Linked DNA regions of Cricetulus griseus: region 2 is linked to region 1. The links are chromatin contacts, called in public Hi-C maps. All regions are on one chromosome and are shown on one strand. The core of a region is the stretch at or near the end of the contact, and the rest is flanking DNA. Distances in the headings are between cores, read along the strand shown.

Region 1 (7,681 bases), core at 1,469-3,968:
ATACAAACAGGGTGCAGTGGGTCACACCTGTCCTCCCAGCCACTTGAAACAGTGAAAGTGGAGAAGCATTTGCATTCTGCGGTTTGGAATGCTCCAGGACAAATGATAAAGACTTGGTCTCAAAATGAAAGGAAGGAGAGAAGGAAGAAAGGCCATAAACTCAAGAATAAAGCGGCCATGGTGAAACATGCCTTATTCTCAGCACTTGGGAAGCAGTGAGTTCAAGGTCAGCCTGCTCTATATGGTGAATTCCAGGCCAGGAGGAGCCACAATGAAACCTTGACTCAAGCAGTGGGGGAGTTTAAAATACAAACACTGAGTTTTCAGAGGGTCTGTAATACCAGCACTGAGAATATAGAAGTAAATCTGACTGGGGGCAACCTGGTCTACACAGTGAATCCCAGGTCAGTCGAGGCTATTTCAATCCCTTTTCTAAAACAATAGCAGGAGCTAACAAGTGGCAAAGTCCTAAGGACCCAGTTCCATACACAACCAATTCCCTCAAGTTGCATCGTGGCATGTTCACACCTACAGACAGAGGGGAGGAGGCTCCAACAAACAAGAAAAAAGTCAGCCTTGCTCTGAAGGTCAGATCGCCTCAAGTGAAAAATCCTGTTGGGTTTACTGCCCACTGTGTGATCACACCGTTCCATTCATGGATCTCCAGAAAGAACAGCAGGATCCTCCATCAGAATTCTTCCTCACACTCGGCTACCTCTCAAGAATGGCACGGAATTGAAAATGCAAGTTCCCAACCAGCCACTGGAGGAGACTGTGCAGCCACAGGGAAGCAAGGATCTACACACAGAGCAAGAGAATCTAGCATCTACACAGAAAATGTGCTTGGGCATCCCCCAAAGACCCCCTCAGCATAAGGACCTCAGGGAACAGGTGGCTGATTGATAAGCTACTTGTTTCTGCAGAGCCCAGGAACCCTGGACTGCCTGGGGCCAAGTAGAGACCCTTCTTGGGAAATCACAGAGATGGCTCCAGCCATTCATTCATTCCCTTTGGGCCTGGAGGCCAACCTCTCTGTTCTTGCTTTGATCCCAGGGCAGCACCTCCCAACCCTTCCTCCCCTTCCTTCTCTCTCTCTCTCTCAGTGGTGGCCAGCACACAAACCCCGAAGGGTGGAGTGCTGGCCTCACCCTCCCCTCCAAGTCCCCAAGCCATTGTGTCTGAAGTGGCTAAAGAATTCTCCTTCAGGAATGAGCTCAGAGCAGTGGCTAATTCCAAAGGACCCTTCACAGGCTTCAACAAAAGCCTCTGAGAAGAAAGCTAGGCTGGAGAAAAGTCGGGAATGTTGGTTCTCCCAATTTCTGGAACCAGGCCGGCTTTGCCATTTAGGAGTCTTCGCTTAAGAGACAATTTTGGTCAGGTGTGGTGACTGATACCTAGAATCCCAGCACTCTGGAAGCTGAGGCACAAGGATGGTTACAAACTTGAGGCCAGCCTGAATATCTAAAAAAATTAAAACAACAACCAATGTTTCCTGTCTTCAGATTCATTGAGATCAGCCAACCTCCTGCTTCTGCGTGCCACTGTGTCCCTGCTTCTCCTCGGGCAAGATGAGCTTTCCACTCTCTTGCTGGCAGGCAGGAGTTAAAGGGAGAGAGGGATGTGAGGGCACTGGGGAAAATAAAGGGTGAGGTGGAGGGATACCAAGAGCTCCCCCTTGTTTTTGTTCTGTCACACGGGAGTGTGAGGGGTTTTGAGGAAGATCTATCTGGAAGTCACTCTTTGAGCCTTGTCTCCTTCGGAAAAGGAACAGCTTACCCCCCTGTCACCCCTTGCCACCCCCCCCACCCCCAACACACACACTCTATTCATTCACAATTCCCTTGAAACTCGGATGGGCTCGGCAGCCTAGTGCAGTCCAAGACGTACATCTTTCCATTTCAATATTTAAAGATATTGTTTTCTATTTTGAGACAGGTACTAAGGTAGCCCAGGCTGACCTGGACCTCGGTATGTAGAGACTGGCCTTGAACTCTTAATCCTGCGGCTTCTACCTCCCAGGTACAGGCTTACAGGCCTGTGCAATACAATTGGAGACTGCTTGCTTATTGGTCTTTCCCCTGTCTTAGCCTGGGAAGTCCAGAGAAGGCACTCCGAGGTGGGTGAAGCTAAAGGCATTCCTTCCTCGGTTCCATCAGTGTCTGCGGGCCAGCTGAAGCCCGGCACAAGCTGTCTGCGCCCCCACGGCTCCCCCAAGCCCCGCTCTCCCGACTTAAAGCTGGGGCCCCGCGTGCCCTTCTTACCTGCGCGCCGCGGCGCTGGGGGTGAACCGAGAACTCGCGACTCCCGCGCGCGTGGGACGGAGAGGAGAGCGTGCGACCCCTGGCTGCTGGGCACGTCCCGGGACACCGATCCCTCCTTGGCCCGGCCAAGCAGTTATAAAGGCTTCTGTCGCCGGAGGGAGGGAGAGGGTGAGCCGAGGGACAGGGGGCGGGGGCGGGGCGGGGTAGAGGACACGCCTAATCCAGTTCCGCGGCACTTCTCGCTGTTATGAAAATAGAGTCACCGTGCCAGAGAATGAACCGAAGGCCTCCCTGACGTCAGAAGCACAGTCACTCATGAAATAAGGCGGCGGGGTTGTGGGGTGAGCACCCGAGTGTGCCATGCGTAGCTCCCCACGACGAGCGCTCTGGCCAGACCCGGAGCGCGGGCAAGAAAAAGGCCACACGGTGAACCCCGCTACGGATGAGCACTGCCACTGTCATCTCCTAGAGAGAGCCACACCCATCCTCCCCGAGGGCACTCCGAAGCCCCAAGGGCAAAGACCTAGCCAGCAGCTGCCTGCCGCTCCTTTGTTACTTTTTGCGGGAGAAATAGGTCTTTATTTCCCCTTGGCATCACCCCGCATCATCACTCCTTCCTCCGGTGTGCAGGGAGCCAGGCTTAAATGAAAAGAGATGGCCACCCTCTTGTGGGTCCCCCAGTCAAGGAAAAGGGGGAAAAAAGAAAAAAAAAAAAAAAAAAACAAGGAAAAGTCCCCTGGGAACCCAAAGATGGTTCAGCGAGGCCACTTGTTGGAACTACAGTGGCATTAGCCAGGATAGAACAGCCCTGGGCTGAGAGATCATATCGTCATCTTCCTAACCAGCTCTCCAAAAGTTTGACACAGCAGGTTGACAGGAGCAGGACACCAGATAAAATTTTGAAAGGAAGGAATTTGCCTTCGGTGTCTGATTCCACCTGTCTGGGCAGGTGCCCGCAGCTCTTCCATTATCAGGCCAGTCTGGCTGACACCTGCTCAGTGGTCAGAAAGTCCTGGAATGTGTTGCTGGGTCGGGTTCTACCCCGACACCTTGGTGGGCTTGGGGAATTGGTCATTTAAGGCGGTGAGGAAGGCCTAGGAAAATGGTTCTCAACCTTCCTAATGCTGCAACCCTTTAATACAGTCCCTCATGTGTGGTGACCCCCAACCATAAAATGATTTTCATTGCTACTTCATAACTGTAATTTTGCTACTGTTATGTATGACTCGAAATGTAAATATCTGTGTTTTCTGATGATGGCCGTAGGTGACCCCTGTGAAAAGGTTGTTCGGCTCCTACAGGGGTTTCAACCTACCAGTTGAGAACCACTGACCTAGGGAACTCAAAAAAAAAAAAAAAAAAAAATCGCCTTTCTTTGCTCCACACCCTTAAGTGCGTTTTAAAATGTAACAAGCTGGGCATGGAGGTACACCCCTTGATCCCAGCACTTGGGAGGTGGAAACAGGAGGATCCGGAGTTTGAGGTCATTCTGGGCTACAGAAGACCCAGTCCCCAATAACAAAACCAGAAGGTGACTTGCTACAAATGACAGCGCATGCCTGTAATGTCAGTATTTGGGAGACTGAAATAGGAAGATGCCCACCAGCCTGCACCACATAGGCAGTGTGGGGCAGTGGGGACTACTGGCAAGAGCCTGTCTCAGAAAGACACAGGAGACGGCTTAGTCAGGAAAGCATGTGCTGCCCAGCCTAGTAACCCAAAATCCACACGAAGAAGGTCGAAGAGGAAGCAAAGCTGTCCTCTGACCTGGTGAGTGAAACACACACACACACACACAACACAATAGAAAAAGAGAGGGAGAGAAAGACTTTTCATGAGCTTACGTTATGGTGTGCAAGGTACTGGGTTCAAGCCCCAAGATGGGAACACTCTGAGTCTTTGGACACCATGCCTCTGTTGATCTCATGCCCAGGAAACCACAGCCAGTAAGTACCTCTGTTTGTTTGTTTGTTTGTTTGTTCGTTCGTTCATTTGTTTGTTTCGAGACAGGGTATCTCTGTGGCTTTGGAGGCTGTCCTGGAACTAGCTCTTGAGATCCACCTGCCTCTGTCTCCCCAGTGCTGGATCAAAGGCATGCGCCACCACTGCCCAGCCCAGTAAGTACCTTAACTTGGCCATTACCTAGAGGCCTGTGGGTCAGAGGTCTTCAAGCACACTCTTACTCTCCTGGAACTCAACAAGGGTCAGGGGTCTTTGAGAATGACAGGGCTGAAAAGGGCTTCTCTCTGAGCTTCTACTATGTCATCTACAAAAACTTGAACTGGACCATTGCACAAGAGAACCAAATTCTAGCCGTGTATGTATACATTGAGCAGCACAGTTTCCAGCAGCTGAGTTATAAGACGTAAAAGGACACAGGGGAGCTGGGCATGGTGGTTCACACCCATTGTCCCAGCACTTGAGAGACTAAAGGTGGGGTGGGGGGGGAGGGATGACTGTTATTGATTCAAGAATACATATTAAGTGCCAAACATGGGCTATAAAGTGAGACCTTATCTCAAGAAGAAGAAAAAAAAAGTGAAGAAGAAATGAGAGAAAAAGGAATTAACTTTATCATATATTTAAATGAATAGATCCCCAAATAGGATCATCTCAATACGTTTTAAAATATGAGGCCAGGGGGTGAGGGTGATGGAGAGATGACTCAGCAGTTAAGAGCGCTGATCTTCCAGAGGACTTGAGTTCAATTCCCAGCGCTCACATGGTGGCTCAGAACTGTAACTCTAATTTCAGGAGACCAGATGCCCACTTCTGGCCTCTATGGGTACCCATGACATACCCAGTACACAGACACACGTGCAGACAAAACACTCGCCCACAGAAAACATTCTTTTTAGTGAAGCAAGGGCCAGGTGAGACGGATGACTCGTGGGTAAAAGTGCTGCCATGAACCCTGATTTAATAAGTTTTGTCCCTGAGTCCCACATAGTAGAAGGAGAGAAACAACTTCTGCAAATTGTCCTCTGACCTCCACATGTGTGTCATGGCATGTACTCGCATACATGTGTGTTGTGACATGTACTCAGACACTAAATAAGCAAGTGCACAAATAAATGTAATTTTAAATTGGTTTTAGTTATAAATAAATATAATACAGAACTAGACAAGATGACATATGACCATAATCCCAGCACTTGGGAGGCTGATACTGGAGGATGTTGAGTTCAATTATATCCTGAGCTACACAGTGAGGCTTTGTCAATATATATATATATATATATATATATATATATATATATATATATATTCATATGTATATATATATATGCACACATATATATAGAGAGAGTTATTTTGCATTATTTTGTGAAACTATGTCCTCAAAAGTCCATGCCAGTTTAGACCAGCCATATATCAGGGGTTCAAAAGTCATGTGTGGCTAGTGGCTGCCACCTCGGACAGCACAGAGCTAGCTGTCATTGAGGGCACTTCCAGCCCTGACATTTTAGGGTCTGAGTCACTATTTCTGGGGTGAGGCTCATGACATCAAGCATAAGATGTAAGGTCTGAGGTGGAAATAAGAGCAAAGGGGACAAGATTTCTTCTTTGCCACCCGCCACTTGCCCTGATGCCCATTACACTCTAGAATCTATAGTCCAGCTGATGTCTGGTTGACTGGTCCAGGCCTATGGCTAAGAAACCCTTTGTATGGGAAGGCTCTCTCTCTCTCTCTCTCTCTGTCTCTCTCTCTGTCTCTCTCTCTGTCTCTCTCATCCTTATATTTCACTTTGCCATTGATTTTGGATGCCCACATGTCATGTAAGAATTTCCTCCTAATTGAAACATTTCCCTCCTGGAGGAAAATCCATAAGACTCTGGGAGCTAATGAGAGTTACAGGGCCCCACCCCAAGGTTACATAAGAAGTTAACAATTATTAGAGTGGAGACTCTAAGGTGGAGATGCCTGCAAGCTGGGCAGAAAACACCAAGGAAACTTTTATGAGTCATCACCCGGTGCTGGAGTGGACTTTTTAGTGCTACCTTTGAGTCACCCATGCTCCCATAAGTCACCTTTTAAGCGTGCCCCAGTAAGTAACCCAGTGAGCTCATTGGTTCTCTGGGCTAGACTTGGGTGGAACTGTTTCTTTGGGCTACAGTCAGGGCCCTGTCTGGACTGAGCAGACATCTATTCATGTCACCCTGGGGAAAGTCCTGGAACACTGCCTTGGCCTTTAACCACCCTCTCCTGTCCTCCTTTGGTTTTTTAAAAATGTATTTTGTTTTATAGCATGAATGTTCTGCTTGCATGGATGTATGTATGTATGTATGTATGTATGTATGTATTATATATGTGTGTATTTATGTGTACCAGGTGCAGTCCTGGTACCCAGGGATATCAGATCCCCTGGAACTGGAGTTACAGATGGTTGTGAGTGGCCATGTGGGTGTTGGGAACCAAACCTGGGTCTTCTGTAAAAGCAACCAGTGCTCTTAGCCACTAAGCCATCTCAGCAGCCCATATTGTTTATAAAGCTGGCCTGTGAGTCACCCACAGTAGTCACACAATGGGAGGCTGAGACAAGGAGATTGCTATGAGTTTAAGATGATCTTGAGCTAGAGAGTGAATCCAGGTGTTGTGGAATAATCCTTTTGTACACTAAAGATGTGCCACTCTGATTGGTTGAATAAAAAGCTAAGATTTGCAGGGGCTAGGGATATATCTTATTTAGTGGTGGAACACTTGCCTCGCATGCCAGAGGAATGAGGCTTTGTGTTCTAGCCCCTGTACCACAAATAAATAATAAATAATTTATAATAAATAAACTTTAAAATTATAAATAAGGGGCTGGAGAGATGGCTCAGCAGTTAAGAGCACTGGCTGCTCTTCCAGAAAGGACCTGGGTTCAATTCCCAGGAACCACATGGCAGCTCACAACTATCTGTAACTCCAGTTCCAGAGGAGCTGGCACCTTCAATCAGATATGCATGCGGGTAAAACACCAATGCTCATGAAATAATTAAAAGTTTTTTTTAAAAAAAAGATAAACCCTTTCCTCCGCAATTTGCTTTAAAAAATAAAAATAAAATTATAAATAAATAATAAAATTAAATAAATAATAGGCTGTGAAAGCAAAGACTTAGGAGCCAGTGAAACAAATAGTCTAAAGGAGTCTGGAGACCCCGATTGCATTCAATTCAGGCTGCCTCCCCGAAGTGTGAGCACGTGGCGGATCGTGTTGTTCGATAATGAAGAAGGGAAGCTTGCCTGACTGGAGATGAGGATGGGAGAAAAGAGAGAGGAATATGGAAGCCCTTGGTCAGCATGCTGCAGGCCAGGTGGGAGCCAGCCTTGTACTCCCTGAGGCGGGACACAGCTCTGCCTCCGTTTGAGGTCTGGGATCGCAAGCTCTGCTGACACCTCGTCCATGGCATCCCACAAACCACCACATGATGTCCAG
Region 2 (7,681 bases), core at 2,044-4,543, 40 kb after region 1:
ATGTGCATTTATTAAGAAAATTAATATGAGCTCAAGACCAGCCTCATTTACATAGCAAGTTCCAGGCCAGCCCTATTTCAACATACACACACACACACACACACACACACACACACACACCACCACTACCACCACTACCACCACCACCAACAACAAAAAGATAGAGAAAATTAAAGTGAGATTGCCAAAATGGTTCACTGGGTAAAGGAGCTTGCAGCCAAGCCTGACAACCTGAGTTCAAGGCCCAGATCCACATCGTGGAAGGAGAGAACCAACTCCTACAAACTGTCCTCTGACTTCCAAGTGTACACGTGCACACACATAAAAAAGTAAAAAACAAAAGGTTCTTTTCTCTCTGACATATCCTGGCAATCTTTTCACTCAGGACTTCAGGCTGTAAGGGGTTAGTCCTGAGGAGGACTTCAGGCTGTAAGGGGTTAGTCCTGAGGAGGTGTTGTAGCTCCCTCAGACAGGATGCTTAACGAGCAGGGATAATTTGTTTTATTGCCTCTCTTTAAACAGCTGGAGCTTGTGGGCACATGGTAAAACACACACAAATGTGTAAATATATATATACACGTGTGTGTGTGTGTGTGTGTGTGTGTGTTGTATATATTTTCCTTTAGGAAAACTGAGCAGACTCTGTTGATCAACACCATCTTTGTCTAAAATTCAGGTTTCATGTAATATTTCTTGAGAATATGGTGGTAGACACCAAATTTCAAACCAATTTCTTTTTCACCTCTTCAAAAGAATTATTTACTTATTTATTACTTATTTCCGTGTGCTCATGCCCACTTATTATCAAGGCACGCAGGTGGAGGTCGGAGGACAACTAGTGAAGGAACCGGCTTCCCTTTTGGCAGCCATAATGGTCGAACATGTGCTTCTATGACCTTGACCTAGACACTAGAAAGTCAGATGCCTGTCTCGTGACAAGGAACCAATCAGAAGTTAGCTGGTGACGCTATGCTTTATGGCTCTGGGTGTGCTTTACGGACAAGCGCACAGCAATGACGTAGAGAGCATAGCAACCGCCCTGGGAGGGCCTATGAGCCATAACAACCAGTTGACCAATCAACACAGGGCAAGTCCTCCAAGCCTGGAGGCACACCAATCGTGAGCCTGTGCGTACCCCTAGACACTCCCCTTACGCTGCCCTATAAGATCTTTTGGGAGACCCAAGGAGCCGTCTTTTTCTAGCCGTCTGCCATGGCGGGTGGGTGAAAGACCCGAGCTAACATGGGGTTAGCTCGTAAAACTACAATAAAGCCTCATGCAGTTTGCATCAAGCTTTCGCCTCCATTCTGTGTTTGGGGTGGCCGCCGTCCTGGGCTAAGATTCTGGAAGCCTCAGCTTTCTGAGGGTCTAACACTAGCACACTCAGTTCCCTCCTTCCGCCATGTGGGTCCCTGTAATGAAACTCAGTTTGCCAGGCATGGCGGCAAGTGCCTCCCCCCTCCCAGCCATATCACCAGCCAATCCTCTTTCTTTTTGGACCTTCCATGCAAGCTAGCCTGGGCTACACACTCGGCAATCCTCCTGCCTCAATCTTCTGAGTACTGGGATTACAAGGCTGCGTTACCCCCAGCCCTCTGAAATCCACCATGGCCAACAAAGTGCAAACAGCAAGCAGTCTTGGCTCGGCACCATCACAGGCAAATCTCAGCTCCCTACCAAATTCTTGAACCTCCTTGGACAAATTTAAAGAGGTAGACACAGAATAAAAGAGGACCAGGATGCAGCTATCAAATATCACAAACAAGCTTTTCAGAAGTTACCTCAGAAACTGAATCAACCCCACCCCCACCCCCAGTAAGGGAGACAATGGAGGACACAGCAGGCTCACTTGTTTAAAACAACTCTGACAGCTGAACAAAGGAAAATGTGGCAACCCAGAAAACTTGTCATGGTCTCTGCTCTCTTGACTCACCTGAAAATCACAAGGGGGCTGTTGCCTGGAAGGTAGCACTGGGTTTAATAGCTGGGGCTAGGGAGTTTCTGAGATGTCAGATAATGAACTGGAGTCACCAAAGAATGGTGGGAAAGAGCCAGCATTCAAGTGTGGCAGGCAGAATTCTCTCTCCCCCCACTTCCTCTCCTTCTCCCCCTCTCCTCTTTTCCTTCCCTCTCTCCCCCTCCATTTCCCCTCTGTGTGTGTGTGTGTGCACGCATATACATGGAGAAGGGCTCACGTGTGTGTGTGTGTGTGTGTGTGTGTGTGTGTGTGTGTGTGTGTGTGTGTGCGCGCGCGCACATGTTTGTGGAAGTCAGAGGTAAGCACCTGGTGTCTTCCTTGATTGCTCTCCACTTATTCTCTCCTCCCATCATATAGGTCCCAGGGACCAAGCTCAGATGGCCAGGCTTGCCAGAAAGTGCCTTAACCCCTTGAGCCACCCCACGGGCTCACAACACAACCGTATTTGTTGAGATGGAGCCTCTCATTGAACTGAGTTCACCAATTCACTGGATGGCTGGCCAGGGAGTCCTGCAGATTTGCAGCATCCCTTCCCGAGTGCTGCGGTCACAGGGGCACGCTGCCCTACCAGCTTTTTAAGTGCTGGAGATGTGAACTCAGGTCCTCATGCCTGCATCGCAGCAAGCATTCAGCAATTGAGCCAACCCCCTGACCCCTCATTTTCTATTTAATGCCAGGAATAGAACCCAGAGCTACACGCATGCAAACACATCTTTTGCCACTGAGCTATGCCCTTGGCCCCACCACCCAAAAGCGTTGACCACCACACCTGACCTCTGCTATGGTTCTTTCTGATGGAGGACAATTTCATGTCACTTTGCGCCAAAGACAAAAAGAGTAAGATACTCGCCAGCTACCTAGCGCCACCCTTATTTCACAGGGAGTAAAAACTATGGACTGGCCTACTAGATGAAGATGCAGCCAGGTAGAGGGATACAGTGCAAGGGGATCCAGACACTGAGCAACTTACTCGCAGAAGCAATGTGCATTGGGAAGGAGATGCCAGTCTGTAGCCTGGGAAATAAGGGGTTGGTGATTTATCAAACTCCAGAAGGAAGCGCAGACTTTAAATAGAAGGAGAGCTGGCACAGACCCGCCAGCTAGTAGAGCAGAGCCCTGTCTTGTGCACATAGAAATCAAGCTCTCTACCAGCAAGTAACTCTCAGAGCCCTGGCAGCCCTGTGGAAGGGTGGCACCCTTCAGACGCTGCAGGTAGTTCCCATACCACCCTGATTACTACCCCTTAGTCACTGCTGGCCACACAAAGTACACTGCGTGCCCTTCTGTCCTGCACGGCACCTCGGTTACGGCTCACTATTAATCATACGCTCCAACTTTTCCCCCACTGAGGAAGTGACAGAGCGCTTTCCTACCCCTGCCATCTACTGGTGAAAATGGAAATGTCCTTTTTTTTATTCTCTTTTTCTTGTGGCCAATTGGAAACTAAATTGGCAACTGAAAGCTTATTGGCGTAATACTCATTTGTTATGTGGAGCACATCTAAGAAAGGCGATACTGCCGGTGGTGGCTGGTTCCTTTTGTTCTGTAAATGTTCACTGAGTGTGTGATGTGGGATAGTATATATAAACGATACATATTCATATCATGCACTTAGTATAAAGACTGAGACTTGGAATCAAATTTGTTTTGCTGTGTGTGTGTGTGTGTGTGTGTGTGTGTGCGTGTGCGTGTGTGTGCGTGTGCGTGTGTGTGTGTGTATGTTTAGGTTGGATATTGTAATCTAATTTTTGTATATATTTATTTATTGGAGGTGGGGTGGCATTCAATGCGTGTGGGGGTCACAGGATAATCTGTGAAAGTCAGTTCTCTCCATCATTTGAGTTCTGTGATCAAACTGGTCCTCTTTACCTGCTGTACCACTTCACTGGCTTATTTTTTTATTTTTATTTTTATTTTTAAGATGGGAGCCTCACGTAGCCCAGGCCGGCCTCAAACTCCTATGCAGCTGACCTTGGCCTTGAACTGGGCTTCCTGTTTCCTCCTCCTAAGAGCTGGAAGTCTAGTTATCAAGTGAACAGAAGGCTACAAGCAGACAAAACTCTGTGGTGGTTTGAATAGGAATGGTCCCCACAGGCTCATATATTTGAATATTTGTTTTCCAATTGTTGGACTGTATAGGAAGGATTAGGAGGTGTGGCCTTGTTGGAAGAGAAGTGTCACTGGGGGTGGGCTTTGAGGTTTCAAAAGCCTGAGCAAAGGAGTCCAAGTCTCCCTCACTCTGCCTCCTGCTGTGGATCAGCTAGAAGCTCTCAGCTACTGCTCCAGCGCCCATGCCTGCCTGCTGCTATGCTGATCATGGACTAACGCCCTGAAACTGTAAGCAAGCCCCCAGTAAATGCTTCCTTTCCTAAGTAGCCTTGGTCATGGTGTCTCTTCACACAACAGTATGAACTAAGACAACTCCAACAGTATCAACAGACATTGGGGCCCTGGAGACTGTGGCCTTTGGCTGAGCCCATTCTCTGCCTGCCTTCAATCTTGGCACAGATCAGCTCTTGACTCTGAGGTGTGACTGTTTGGCGATACTTCCCAGACCTCCAGTTTCTGCATTTATTTTTAGCTGTAGTTTTAGTGCATTCTTGAGACAGGTGAGGCACGAAGAGGAATGTAGGTGTGGGCCACCCTTGAGTCTCCAGTGCCAGGACTGTCTCTTGTCATTCCAGGCCAAGTGACTCACAACCCTTTTTATTATCTGCCTCAAGGCCAGGTTTCACCCCAAGAGCTCTGGATTAGAACGGCTGTAGTCCATTCTCTTAATTTCTTCTTGAGGACACACCTTCTTCATGCTTTGTTACCTGCTCTGATAAGGTGGGTTCCTTTGTTTTCTGTCACCAACATGACATCCTCCGGTTCTTTCTGGTGCATTTCCCAGAGCTTTGGGGTACTTGCTAGATGGAGTCTGATAGGCAGTAGAGAGCTCCCAGGCAGGAAGCTACCTGGGAAGCCCTCTGGCTCTAATCCAGATGTCTATGAGGGGACAGACAATTCTGAGATGTTCATTGCATTTTTGAAAGACTGAGAAATAAACATGATTTGCATCTTTGCCCTTCATAGTAAGAACTACCATGGAACTATACTTCCAAGCCTGGCACAGGTTTTGTGTGTATGTGGTGTGCACTTGTTCTCCTGTGTGTGCCTGTGTGCTCATAAGCCAGAGGTCAATGTCTGGTATCTTCCTTGATCACTCTTTAAAAAGTCTCTCCAAAAATATACATATCCCTTAGTCCCTTGGACCACTGCCTAGTAGAAAAGTTCAGGCCAGAATAACTCTAAGATTTCTCTACTATATGCCTCCCCCGCCTCCCAGTCATAAACCAATTCAACATTAATTTGCTTCTAAAGTCCTCCACAGAGTGAAAACAACAACAGCCATCTGTTGATGCCACCAGAGGTGCCCTGAAGAAGCCTATCAGTAAAATTTGACATGTAGAAAATTAGCTCCAAGAGGTGCCTGACCCACAACAGTTCCTCCAACTCCTCCCAAGTATGGCCCTCTCATTACTTGCCCCCCCCCCCAATTGTCTGACTCCTCTAACTTATCCTTCACTCAAATGAACCTGGATGAAATGCAAAGCATGGGGCTGACACTCCGTTGGTAGAGTCCTAACCTAGTAGACACAGATCCCTGGGTTTGATCTCCAGCATCATCACATAAACCAGGCAGAGAGGCACACGTCTACAGTCTCAGCACTCAGAGATAGAGATAAGAGGATCAGGAGTTAGTTCAAGGTTATCCTCAGCTACATAATGAGCTGGAGGCCAGCATGGGACACACGAGACCCCAGCTAAACACAAAAAGAACTTAGGAAATTAAGAGCAAACTAAACAAAAGCTACGTGCTGAATTTCAGTTTACTACGAATGCACTGCTCCTAGGGTACGTTTGCAGTGTAAAGGAACCCCTTTCAGAGCTAGGGAGATAGCTGTTAGTGAAGGGCTTGCTTTGAAAACACAAAAACCTGAGTTCAACTCCCAGAAGTCATAAACAGTCAGGTGTGGCATACAATTGTAATGGTAGTGTGTAAAAGCCCTCAGAGTTCATAAACCAGCAGCTTAAAAAGGGATTTCTGATGTCCAAGAACCCACATTCTTGACCACAGTTCCCAGGGCCAGTGGTTGCTTCCGACTCTGGAAATGCCCCAGCTCTACATCTGCATTCAAACCCAACAGGAAGGATGGAAGATTAACGTCACATGTCAGTAACAAGAAGATGAAATTATGTAGAAAATCCTTCCTTTCTGATGCACTGATGCAACTCTCATCACCTGGGGTCGGAAACTATTCAAGAAACCAGTTTTCCTAGCCACCCGTTTAGGCCAAGAAACCAGGAAAATATATTCTGGACTCTGACGCCCTCTTCATCATGGAAGGAAAATGCAACCTCCTTTTAAGCGGGACTTCCCTTTCAAAGCACCCATCCATCATCTTCTGATTTCCCTCTTCCATCACGAAATGATGTTTACCTTAACTAAGGACAACCAACGACTCTGTCATGTAACCACACTGACAGATCCCTGTCAGCAAGAGCTACAAAGCCCTTTAACAGCGAGGTCAAAAAAGAATTTGAATGCTGCTCTTCTAGAGGACCTAAGTTTGATTCCCAGCATCCACAAAGGTGGCTCACAACCAGCTCCAGGGAGAATCCGAGTGCTCTGGCCTCTGTGGGCGCTTACACGAAAGTGTGTGCAGGCAAACACAGATACACACACACAAGTAATAAAAAGTACATCTTTTAAAATAATAATAATTATTGTTCCACATCAGGCTTAATGACAGCTGACAGTTTATACCCCACTCTGTAAAGCTCTGCAATTAACCACAGACGACACTCTTCATCAGCCAGGTCTGTGACTTGCCGGTGGAAAAGGTCGAAGAGCAGAAGAGCACATGGCACTTGTGTCACGGGTGAGAAATATTCGCAAGCTGAAGAGCAGGCAGCCCTGGGTCAACACGGTCCCACTCACTGCAACGCCACTCCAACCCTCAGAGAGAAAACTGAGCTCCCAGCCGGACAGGATCTGGAGATTCGGGTCTCAGAACTGTCGGAGGGGAGAGGGTTACGGCCACCTTCCATCTCCTCACAGCTCAGAGCAGAAGTCCTGTCTTCCTGACGCCATTAGCGGCCTTTCCGCTTCTTCATTTTCCCTCCAGCCACCTTGTTCCTCACACCCATAGCGCCCTCGGTATCATCATCGTCTCCTGCATCCTCTCGCTTGCGTTTCTTCTTTTCTCCGTGTTCCCTTAACTCCTGCGGGACAGCACAAAGGATGTGATTGAACATGAGTTAATAACCTTAGGTCAGAGGTCACCAGCAAAGGGTCACCAGACAACTCCAAATGAACAAAACCGCTGACGTTATACACAGGGACCAAAGCATTAAAATACAATAAAACTGTTACAGATGTAAGAGAAGGATGATTCTAGTACTGATGTCCCTGGTCACATGACCTGCCGCAGCCTTTCTAGGGGACAACCAGACATTCTGTCGAAATTCCAACTTTGACTGTATATATACTCCTTGGCCAATTTCACTTCTACAAGTTTACTTTAAGAAAACAAGAAAAGAGACGGGCGGTGGTAGCAAGCGCCTTTAATCCCAGCATTCAAGAGGCAGAGGCAGGTGGATCTCTGTGAGTTCAAAGCCAGCCTGGTCTACATAGACAGAGTTCCAGGACAGCCTCCA

Evidence for each region. A called contact is a pair of places that touch in the nucleus more often than the background predicts.
Region 2: a Hi-C map of fibroblasts shows a contact between it and region 1, with 3 times the contacts expected there. The contact joins two enhancer-like sites. A contact is called at or near these places in 4 of 8 Hi-C or Micro-C datasets (the CHK-Q cell line, the CHO-K1 cell line and fibroblasts).

Annotation. Positions count from the first base shown.
Region 1 is chr8:13,888,128-13,895,808 of CriGri-PICRH-1.0, forward strand. Gprc5a (retinoic acid-induced protein 3) reads right to left here. Exons shown (of 5, transcript XM_027429894.2): 2 at 2,262-2,406. Among named protein-coding and RNA genes, the nearest start is that of Gprc5a, 6.0 kb to the right of the region's middle. Within about 2 kb of position 2,719, at least 2 of the 6 cell types and tissues checked have open chromatin away from gene starts, as enhancers often do. A contact at or near this core is called in fibroblasts, where this site is marked.
Region 2 is chr8:13,927,833-13,935,513 of CriGri-PICRH-1.0, forward strand. It overlaps Ddx47 (probable ATP-dependent RNA helicase DDX47), which reads right to left. Exons shown (of 12, transcript XM_027429892.2): 12 at 6,713-7,246. The coding sequence ends at 7,115. Among named protein-coding and RNA genes, the nearest start is that of Ddx47, 15 kb to the right of the region's middle. Within about 2 kb of position 3,294, at least 2 of the 6 cell types and tissues checked have open chromatin away from gene starts, as enhancers often do. A contact at or near this core is called in fibroblasts, where this site is marked.